Linked DNA regions of Mus musculus: region 1 is linked to region 2. The links are chromatin contacts, called in public HiChIP or PLAC-seq maps. All regions are on one chromosome and are shown on one strand. The core of a region is the stretch at or near the end of the contact, and the rest is flanking DNA. Distances in the headings are between cores, read along the strand shown.

Region 1 (5,349 bases), core at 2,580-5,079, 170 kb before region 2:
AAGAATTTTATTGATAGTGACTGATGGTTTGTAACACTGAGACTCACCATCAGCTCCTTGGTGTGTCAGAAGGAGTTTTAGTTGTAGCTTACTGAGTAACACAAAGCAAAGTCTGTCCTTGGTTGTTTTAACAGTTGCCTAACTGTTGAGCCACTTCAGTTGAAGAGATACTAGAAACCTCAGCTTGGTGGTTTTTGTTTTTTGTTTTGTTTTTTTCTGTTTTTTGTTTTGTTTTGTTTTGTTTTGTTTTGTTGGAGGTGGGCTTTTCACTGAATACATGTCCTTTACTTCACAAAGTGGCTCAAAGTTGTTTTCTAGTCCAGCTGCTGAGGTCCACTCTGTCTCACTCCTAGAAGACATCCCTTCAGTTGGGAAACAGGAGGATAGGACTAACCAGAATCATGATACTGGACAAAAATGCTCCACAGCACAGGGGCCACTGAAGCAAAGGCCTGACACTGTCGTCTTAAACTTCCTGTTCATCGGGGTCTCAGATACTGACAGGTAGTTGTAATTTACAGTCTGAGTGAAATGCAGAGCGGCAGGCTGCTATGATCATATTCTTTAATAACCTTTCATACTAAAATTGAAAACACACTGTCATTTATCAAATTCAGACAATAATTGAGGATCATGTCACCCAAACACAGGATGTTGACGTAAGTTCAAATTCTGTTTTAAGAAGTTAGCAATAAAAGACGGAGTTCGTGTTGACTGGACACCATTCTGAACGGTGATGCTCTGGCTACAATATGAATGTGCTGGCAATAGGAGGCGAATGGCTGGTACTGTTTGTGCCTTTAAGATCATAGTTCAAAAGAACTAAGTAATGTGATAACAGAGAAAGTCAAACACAACCTTTATTCTCTTTCAAAAACCTTGAAAACAAGGCCTGGAACTACAATTTAATGACAGGATTTTAAGTTTCATGGTCTCACATAAAAGTTAGTAACAAAAGACTACTGTTCTACAAAATGATAGTAAAATATAGTTACCCTCAACTGTATAGGGAAAAAAAGGAAGCAAATTCCTTTACCTGACACAGGGGAGGGCTGATCAACCAAGCATTTATAATAAATAAAACATTCTAAAGTACACGCCACATTCTGCTTTTCATAGTCAAAAATCACAAAATGTGACCTGATATTAAATTTTATCACATTCAGAAGTCAGACAATCAACACGGTGGAAATGCTAAAGAATGTTTTGATATACATAAAGATGAGACAAGATTATATTAAGTCACTTTTTATCTTAGACGGGCACGCTATTCATCCAAAAATAAGTATTAACCAAGACAGAATAATAGAATGGATGGAAAGAATCACTGTAACTCAGCATTTGACCGCCATACAACATACTCCAACAACTCTGCTGCCCTTGAGGAATGAAAATTCACTGATAACCAAGAAAATGACTGCACTAGGGAGCCAGCCCAGAGGACCCTGACAAATGCCAAGGAACTTTTCTTCAGGGAACCTGGAAGACAGCATCATGGGAAATTTTATTTTTAATTTTCTTTGAAATTATTGTTCCATAAAAATAAAATAAAAATGTCCCACTTGCCTCTGAGACTAGCTTTGTATCAATTGTAGGCAATCAGATAAAATCAGCTGAGTAATTTTAGCATTGTCTTAAAGGCTAAAATAATTGGGAGTCTATTTTGCATATTAGAATATATTCCTTATCAATCTTTAACGTGATCAGTAGAAATGGGTTTCATTTGAGAGTTGAAACTGGGTTTAAGATAGTTCTTTGTGAAGATAATACAAATGAGTTAAATTATTCCCTTCAGCATGATTCAAGGTGGGGGTGGGGTGTTGAGAAAGAAGGCAAAACTCGGTCCCTCAGGGTTGCAAGGAAACTGCTTCCCACTAAGATCATTTGCAGTCGGGTTTCTCAGGTTAAAACACTTGCCCCTGAGCCATGCAGACTGCTCTTGCGTTTTCAGATTTTTACACGGCGTCTTCTTAAGTTTGCTTTTACATTTAATGACGCACTTCTGCCCTGCAGATCTGCACTTTCCTAGACCTAGCAAGTTTTCTTGCTCATTCCACAAATTGCCAGCTTCCTTCCTATGTGTTTAGGACCAAACAGGAGCACTATGATTGCCACCGTTCACGGGAACAAATTATTACAGGTAAAACTGAATTCAGGTGAGTACTTCAGGCCCAACCTGGCTCAAGATTCCAATTCAAGGGCACAAGGATTCCAGAGAAGCTTGCTCATCCTGGCCTTACTGTGTCAGAACCTGAGGGGCCTGGTGCCTCGTCATCGACTTAAATCTTAACCAATATGCTTTCCCTGCTCCTCTGTGCCTCTGCGGGCAATCAGCGGGTATCATTTGCCATCCCAACACTTCCCCGCCCCATCTGATATCTCCCTCCCAGAAAGCGGAGGGAGGTGTGCCTAGAGGAAGGAACAAAAGTTTAGGCTCAAAATCGGGATCCTGGCTGTTGGTCTTAATGAGTTCCAATCCAGGAATCTTAAGGACCTGGCGTGTCAAGTCGGTAAGCCATGGAGAAGATGGGGAAAATGGCAAGATGTGTCACTCTGCAGTCCAGAACCTGAGAACAGTCCCGTGGCGGGTAATTCCCTTCACCAGGCCCATCTTCCACAACAGATCTGTGGGCCTGAAGTTGTGTTAGGAACAAAGGCCACCGCTAAAAGCGGCTTGGCCAAGAAGCAGGCAGGGTTTCTTGGGAAGCAGGATCACTCATCATCGTTGTCGTCGTCGTCCTGGTCCTGGTAGCGAATGTAGACGACCAGCATGACAAAGCCCATGACGATGCAGAGGGAGCCAACGACCAGGTAGGCGATGCCCAGGAAAGGGTTCTTGCCACCCATCCAAGAGATGTTGCTAAGAATGATGAGCTTGTGGCCGCCGAAGGCGCGCACCGGGTAGTTGTAGGTGATGTTGACACGGTAGGTGCCCCGGGGCAGACCGGCGGAGTAGTTGCCCTGGCGGATGCGCGCATAGAGCTTGCGGAACGTGGGCAGCGCCGCGGTGCGCATCCACACCACGAAGTCCTGGTTGATGAAGCCGGTGTTGTTGGGATCCGGGCTGAGCTCATAAACCGGCCGGTGCCAGTTGGGCGGCGGCGCCGTGCCGCGGAAGGCCAGCGCCAGGCTGCCGTTCACCAGCGGCGGGTTGCGGAACTTGACGTGGTAGTCGGTCCACCAGGCGATGGCGGTGCGATCGAGCGGCACCTCGACGAAGGGGTCCGAGGGCTGGCGCTGGTGCCAGAGCGAGAAGGAGTCGTTGAAGAGGCTGTTGGCGATGGCGCCGCACGGTGCGATAGGCAGACCGTCGGAGCGGAACTGGTAGGGGGCGCACTCGTTGGCCGGGTGGCGCAGCGCGCTGGCCAGGCCGCTGAGCTGCGCGTCGTCGCGGGACACGCCGTAGCGCCGGTTGTTCTGGTAGAAGTTGGACAGCTCGTAGTAGAGGTACACGGGGCCCGGGAAGAGCTCGGGCAGCGTAAAGCTCCAGGAGCAAGCGCAGCCGGGCGGCGGAGCGCGGCCCTGGCCCTTGGCGGCGCACACCGAGCAATCGCCGGTGCCGGGGTTGCCGGTGTAGTCGTACTCCAGCTCCTTGATGCCGTTGGAGGAGTAGAAGAGGCCCAGGCCCAGGCCGATGAACGCCAGGCCGGCGCAGAAGAAGAGCGGCAGCGCGATGCCCGCCGACAGCAGCGGCTGCCAGGCGGGGAGGCGCTGCTGAGTGAAGGCGGTGTTGTCGGGCTGGTGCGCGCCCCGCGCCGTGGCGCTCCAGGTCATGGCGGGGATCTCAGCCGGGGCCTGCGGCCGCCGACTCTCAACCCAGGATCAGCGGCGAGCCTCCCGCCTCCGCTCGCCTGCTCAGCTCGACGGCTGCTCCCCGGCCCCGCCCCCAGCCCGCCCGCCCGCGCAGGTGCGCCAGCCCCGCCCCCCACGCAGGTGAGGCCGATTGCGGGGCGCGCTGCCTCTGCCCCGGGACTGCTCAGTTCCGCCACCGCCCAGGTGACCTGGGACTGGCTCCGCCCCTGCATGGCGCCCTTCCCAGGTGAGCAGGGCGAGGCTCCTCACCACACCAGGCTCTGGCCCTTCGATCCTCCCTGTCTGACTCCTCCTCCTCTCTATTCCTCCTTCTCTCCCTCCTCCCACTTCTCCTCCCCTCCTCCTCCCAGCTCTCCCGCTCCTCCGTGGGCAAGTGATGGGCTCAGAGTGGGTCATCTCTTTGGTCAGGTTCCTGTCTCCTTCCACAGGGCCCGAGCAACTTTCCCCAGATCACAAGCCTGACTTAAACAAGAAAGTTCCACCCCAGAGCTTGCTCCAGGGTGGGGTTCTGTTGGCTTGATTATTTATTACCTCGTTAAGGCTGTTAATCCTCGTTATTTAAGGAAAAGGGTGAGTCTTAAGTAGGGTTTCACTTAGTTTTCAAGCACAAAATACAGTGCCCTGGGAGTTACATTGTGGTAGCTGTATCAATTTCAACGTGGAGTTCTTATTCTCCCCTTTTTATGTAAGGGGGGGATTAGTTCCTAGCCAAATGCTCCAGTCTGGTTTAATAACTACAAAAGGTGAAAAGTTCTGTAAAAATAAAATGATTTATTAAGAATCAATGACTGGGAGAGTTTGCAGCCTTTGAATGTCTTCTCTAGCTGGTGGGAGGAACCACCAATGAGAAAAAAAAATGCTGTGGCCTGAATGTGATGTTCTTTTCAGATCTTCTTGATTAGAGAAAGGCCCGACCCAAGGCCCTGGAGGGCCTCGCTGATATCCACAGCCAAGGACATTTGCGTGTTTGGTCCTAGTTGAACTAGAAGGATGTATAGGCTGTATGAAAACTCCAACCAGCCTGGGCCTTGGGGCTGGTTTGTTTGTTGTTTTTGTTTGTCTCGGGGTTGGTTAGAATACACAAGGGCACAGGGGGCTATGCATGGAATCTTCCTTAGGTACAGAAGTACACTCCTGCAGCTCATACAGTGTGAATAGCTTAAGTGCTTTCTCTGTTATTCGTGCATACCCGTTTATCCAAATCCAAAGAGACTTGGAAAACTAAGAGCTGTTGGAAATATTTTTAATGTTGTCTTCCAAGTCTTCAGCCCTGTGCCGAACAATGTAGAAGAAATGGCAATTAGGCCAAACTGGAATCTTAGTAGTCTAATAAGGCACTCTCCGGCTGTTATTTGTTTGTTTGTTTGTACTAGAGTTATCTGAGAAGAAGGAACCACATGGAGAAGATGTGGGCAAGCCGGAGGGGTGTTGTTCTGTTTGATGATTGATGTGGGCGGGGCCCCCGGTGGGCGGAGCCCCCACTGGGCGGGGAGGTCATGGAGAAGGGATGAGGGCATGCTGAGCAAGCCAGTGTTC
Region 2 (5,044 bases), core at 2,152-4,651:
ATCAGCCGCCCTCCCTTCCCTTTCTTTGCAGCGCTCCTTGGAAAGCTACTGTGGCATTTTGCTGCTCTGTCAACTCTCTCCCTCCCTGGGGAACACAGAACCATGCTCTCTTTGGTTTTCTCTGAGGAGACACGGGGTAGGGATGAGCCACTGTCCACACCGTCTAAGCCAACATCCATCTACTGCTGGTGAAAGCTGCTTAGGGTTAGGTCAGGAAATGCAGGCAGCGCATAAGGCAGAGTTGGTCTACATTTCTCTTCTGGAAGCCTATAAAATGTGGGCCTGCCATTCACCCGACTAACTCCTCTTTATTAGGGCTTTAGGACAGATCTGCAGAGAAAGTTCCTTTCCACACGGCTCAGAACATCACCCCTAATGCATGACCCATCTCAGGGCCGGTGAGCTATTATGGTTGTAGTGAACCATAAATAAAATGCTCGCACAGCGCCATGTCATGGGCCCTCTTTTAACACACGGTGGGATACGCCTCTCTTGGAGGGCTGCCCTGTGCATTGTAGCAGCATCCTAGGTATAGACTCATTCAGTATCAGTTGTGCCCTTGAGTTAGTACCATGTATTCCCTGAGGAATCTGCCTTGGCTGGACGCTGTGGCCCTGCGTGACTGTCCAGTGATGTCCTCAGTGTCTGGCCTCACAGCCTAGAGGACTGTTTCTCACAGGGAAAGTGAAGTGGGCCCTTGTAAGAGTGTATATGAACCAGCAAGATGGCTCAGTGGGTAAAGGTACTGACCACTAAGCCCAGCTACCTGAGTCCTGGAACCCACATGGTAGAAGGGGAGAGCTGATTCCAAAGTTGCCCTTTGACCTCCACATGTGCTCCGCGGCATGAGCCTGCCCACACACATGTGAACACATGCAAAAATATATAAAATGTTTTATAAAATATAAAAAGCATGTGTATGATTGGAAAGGCCGTCATTACTGTCAGTGTCTGCTCTGTGGCACTTCCTGGGACTTACATGGCTCCTGAACTGGGTGACAGCAAGGGTTTGTTCAGTGTGGGTGAGGACCTGGCTCATACCCCGCTGGCTCTCTTTAGCCTAGAGTTCTGCTGCACAACAAGGCAGAGGTCTCCAAGGAGCCAAGTATGAGTTCACTAAATGTATTTTAAGTGGATTGTGTCAAACACAGAGTGGGAGGCGTGTATAGCTTCTCTTGTTTTGATATTTAATGATCATCTTTTCACTTTATCAACAAAACATCGAACTGGTGCTTTTTTTTTTTTTTTTTTTTTTTTTTTTTTTTTTTATGAAAGCCACTGCCTCCACTGTTGGAAAGCCTCAGGGAGGCCCGCTGTGAGTCGGAACCCCAACTTTCTTGTCCAGGGTATACAAGGTTAGATTTCAGAAATGGATGATCAAACCTTTGGAAGCATTTCCCAACTGGTATGGAAATATCTGCGAGTGATAACATGAGTGTGCTTTGAGAAAACTTGTAGTTTTTCTTTTTGTTTTCCATATATGGGAACATCATCTCACTTGAAAACAGCCATACATGGAGGCTGAGCATACAGGCTTTAGGCAAAGGCAGGTGGATCTTTGTGCTGTCCGTTCAAAGCCAGCTAGGTCTACACAATAAGACCCTGCCTTTTAACAAATCATGGTATTGTTAAACCATATCTTCAAGACCAAGTGGTCTCTGACTGTGAGAGCAGATCTCATCAGCCCGGACAGACATGTTGCTTCAAGACAGAATGATATTTTTGAGCTCGCTCTGTGTTTTCAGTTTAGTGTATGGGGGCTAATTAACGACTAGGAACTAAAAATCTATACAAAAAGAAAATAGCGGGCCCACATCTTAACTACCTGAAGTTAAAGGTATCGCAGTGTGGTAGGAAAAGGCAGGAGATGATCTTGAAGGGGCTTGAACAGTCTTCGCAGAGGAAGGGGCTGTCTCCACCCTGACCTGCGGGGCTAAAAGGAGGCCTTTGGTTATGAGAGAGGCCATGGTCTAAGACACAAGACGGCAGTGCCAGAGCACAGAACAAATCACTGGGACACTGAAAACCTAGACGGCCAGATGCAGCAGGAGATAGGAGAGGAAACGCAGAGGCTGAAGAAGCAGTCTCACACCTTTGCTAAGGAGTTTAGCCATAACCGTGGACGTCCAAGGTGTCAGTAAAAGCCCTCCAACTGGAGAACAGCCTAAGACATTCACTCAGGTTCAGGTTGCTGTCTGGAGAGGAAGGAGGCAGATGAGTAGGTGAGAAGGCTGAGCCAGTGACTTTTGACCTCCTGGCCCAGGGCTGTGATCCCAGGAGTGGATTGGCATGGACTGTAAAGGCCTTCACTGGGGGCAATCCAGAAAGCAGGTCAGGTAGGAGAGTGGGGCTCCATGGCCTTTTGATCTGGTAGAAGCTGGAATACAAAATCCTTCGCTGCCTGTCTGTGGAGACAGAGAAGAGGAGGGCTACAAAGGGAGGTCCGCAGGAGGGCAGAGATGGGTGGCGAGCAGGTAGACAAGAGACATAGAAGCGCATTCACAAGAGGAGACTCAACTAGTAGGGAGTCGGGTCACCAAAGAACTTGGAGGTATGTCTTGGATTGGGCAGAAAGTGGTGGGGGTTTTTGGCAGCGACTACAGAGCCAATCTCTCTGTTCCAACCACCCTCTGGAGTTTTACTACAGAATTAACAGTGTCCTCTCCCAGAACAGCTTTTCTAGTATATTTCTACCAACTTTCCTTCCTCACCTGAGGGACATTATTGTCTCCCTCACTTGCTGTGATGAACAACCTGATGAAGGTGACTTACGGAAGGGTTTGTTTTGGAACTAGAAGCAGCTGGTTAGGTCACAACCATAATCAGGAGACAGAGTTGAACACTAGGACTCAGCTTGCTCCCTCCCTTTTTATACAGCTGGGGAACCCCAGCCCACAGGATGGCAGCACCCATGTTGTAGGGTCTTTCCATGCCAATTAACTTATTCTAGAAATTTGCTCACAAATTTGTCATCTAGGTGATCTTAGATCCTGTCAAGTTGTTTCCCTTGTCTGGTACATAGGCTGGTCAGGGTTCATTGTAAGACAAGGCTGTTACAAGTTCTGGCCGCCAGGACACACTTGCCTTGGGGGTTGTGAATTCCTCCAGGTTCAGAGTCCAAGTTCCCAAACCTTTGCTTGCAACGTTGGAGACCTAAGAACCTTACCCACGATGAGTCTGTCCACACAAGGTATGCCTTGACCCCAGGCTTGACCCAAGGGTTGCTAGGTGTTTGAATGAACATCTTATGTGGTGTGCAGAATGATGAAAAACAAAACCATTAGACTCCATTTCACTGTTTCTGCTGTGAAGCCTTTGCAATCGTTCTTAATGTGGTTAAATTCAAGTGGTTTCCAGTTCAGGCATGGTGCAATCAAATTTCCTCACAAGGGTGCTTTCCACCATGACCTCTTTGACGTCAGTAACTGCTTCCTGTTGATGCGAACTCTCTGTCTGTTAACCCAGCTGACAACGTGGTCAGCGAAAAGTAACGAAACAGCGAGGCCTAGGAGACCGTTCAGCGCTGTGCTGTCTGTTTCCAGAGGCTCTTAATAGCACTCTGCAGCTTTCAATATGGGGCTCGTTATTCACACAGAAACACTTCCCTGCAGCTCTTGGAGTCTGATGAGCGTAGATAGGCCTTCCAGTTCAACAGCGCCTCGAGTCACTATCTAAATTATTCATAACCGTAAATGTAATTGCTGTTCTTTGATTTTGTTTTTCTCCATCTTCGCTGTGGCCAATGTGCCGTGACTGTTTCTTATTCAAAACGTTTCATTCCCAAAACAACATGTCTGCCAATGAAACATTATTTGTAAATCAAAATGATGATGTAGTCTAGTTTTAAACAAAGAAGACTCCTTCTTAGTGTGGCTGTAAGGGTGAGTAAGTGCTACAGAGGGAAAGGGACTACCACGCTGGCGTGTTGCAGTCTGCCAGGCAGCCCGTTTGTTTTGCGAGAATAATGTTTAAAAATCCAGAAGGCTGAGAATCAGACTCTTTATTCAGTGCTAGAGAACTGGGAAGCTGACTGGAACTGAGGGCTGGCTTGGTATAATTTTGGTTATCAACACAATTTTGTGACTCTTAAAAAATACTTCCTAGAATGAAAAGTCCTTACCTGGTCAAGGTCATTGCCATGTGGCATTAGGAAATGCTTCTGCTCAACAGCTGGGTGTGGAGCTAGGGGGACTCTCATTTCCTTGGACCTGCTAGACTTTGGGTTGCCTTTAAACTGGCTATGTATCAGGGCTGTCTGTCTGTGTGTCTGTACATATATGTGTGTCTATCTGTCTACGTCTGTCTGTCTCTCCCTATGTATGCATGTGTATATGTGTGTGTCAGTGTGTGTGTGTGTCTCTCTCCTTGTCCTCCTCCCCGTGTCCTGTGTGTGTGTGTGTGTGTGTGTGTGTGTGTGTGTGTGTGTGTGTCTGCCGGCCCTTGTGTGTTGTATATAATGGGTTACTGTTGGATGGGCTGCAGTTCTAGTCCTGGGGCCATGTTGGCTGAAGCTGTAGTGGAGAATTATGCAAAAGGGGTGATAATAGTGATAGTTGGTATCACGTTTTGAGCACTTTCTGTAGGCCAAATACTGGTCAAAGCTCTTGGCTTAACAGAGTTAGTACTCGAATTTAGTCATTTTGACACCTCCATTTTGCAAGGTGAGTTGAAAGAAGGGAAGGGAAGAGATGGAGGGAAAAAGAGAAAGGAAGAGAGAGAAAATTTGAATAAAGTTCAGCAGAAGCTGCCTGTACCTATTGAGAATTTTGGGTCCACAGCTCAGGCATTATCACAGAGATACCAAGGACTTGGTACTGGGCACAATGTCTTCTTTATCGTCTCCTAATAAGTTCTGTTTGTTAGGATTCTGTTGAAAGGGCCTGGCACTCTGCGGCCCCTTGCTTCTGTCTATGATCCCACAATCACTGTTGCTGTAGGCATTTTGCCCTAGATTTTAAATCAGGAAGCTCCTCCCTCCTTAAAAAATTGTATGTATTTTACTTAAAATTTTCCTGGAAGTAACAGAAAACTTACCTGAGGCTAT

What was found. HiChIP or PLAC-seq counts read pairs in DNA pulled down with a chosen protein or histone mark.
Region 1: a CTCF HiChIP or PLAC-seq map of CD8 T cells shows a contact between it and region 2, with 5 read pairs. The contact joins the promoter of Tmem30b here to the enhancer-like site in region 2. A contact is called at or near these places in 2 of 39 promoter capture datasets (the C10 cell line and liver), 2 of 15 datasets of contacts at CTCF or cohesin (CD8 T cells and large pre-B cells), 1 of 484 Hi-C or Micro-C datasets (bone marrow-derived macrophages) and 4 of 115 datasets of contacts at active chromatin or transcription factors (embryonic stem cells, microglia and thymic regulatory T cells).

The regions. Positions count from the first base shown.
Region 1 is chr12:73,542,566-73,547,914 of GRCm38.p6, forward strand. Tmem30b (transmembrane protein 30B) reads right to left here and starts at 3,830. Exons shown (of 1, transcript NM_178715.3): 1 at 549-3,830. The coding sequence starts at 3,774. The coding sequence ends at 2,713.
Region 2 is chr12:73,712,645-73,717,688 of GRCm38.p6, forward strand. The region is part of intron 9 of Prkch (protein kinase C, eta); the gene reads left to right. Among named protein-coding and RNA genes, the nearest start is that of Gm34189, 67 kb to the right of the region's middle. Within about 2 kb of position 3,402, at least 86 of the 459 cell types and tissues checked have an H3K27ac peak or open chromatin away from gene starts, as enhancers often do. A contact at or near this core is called in CD8 T cells, bone marrow-derived macrophages and thymic regulatory T cells, where this site is marked.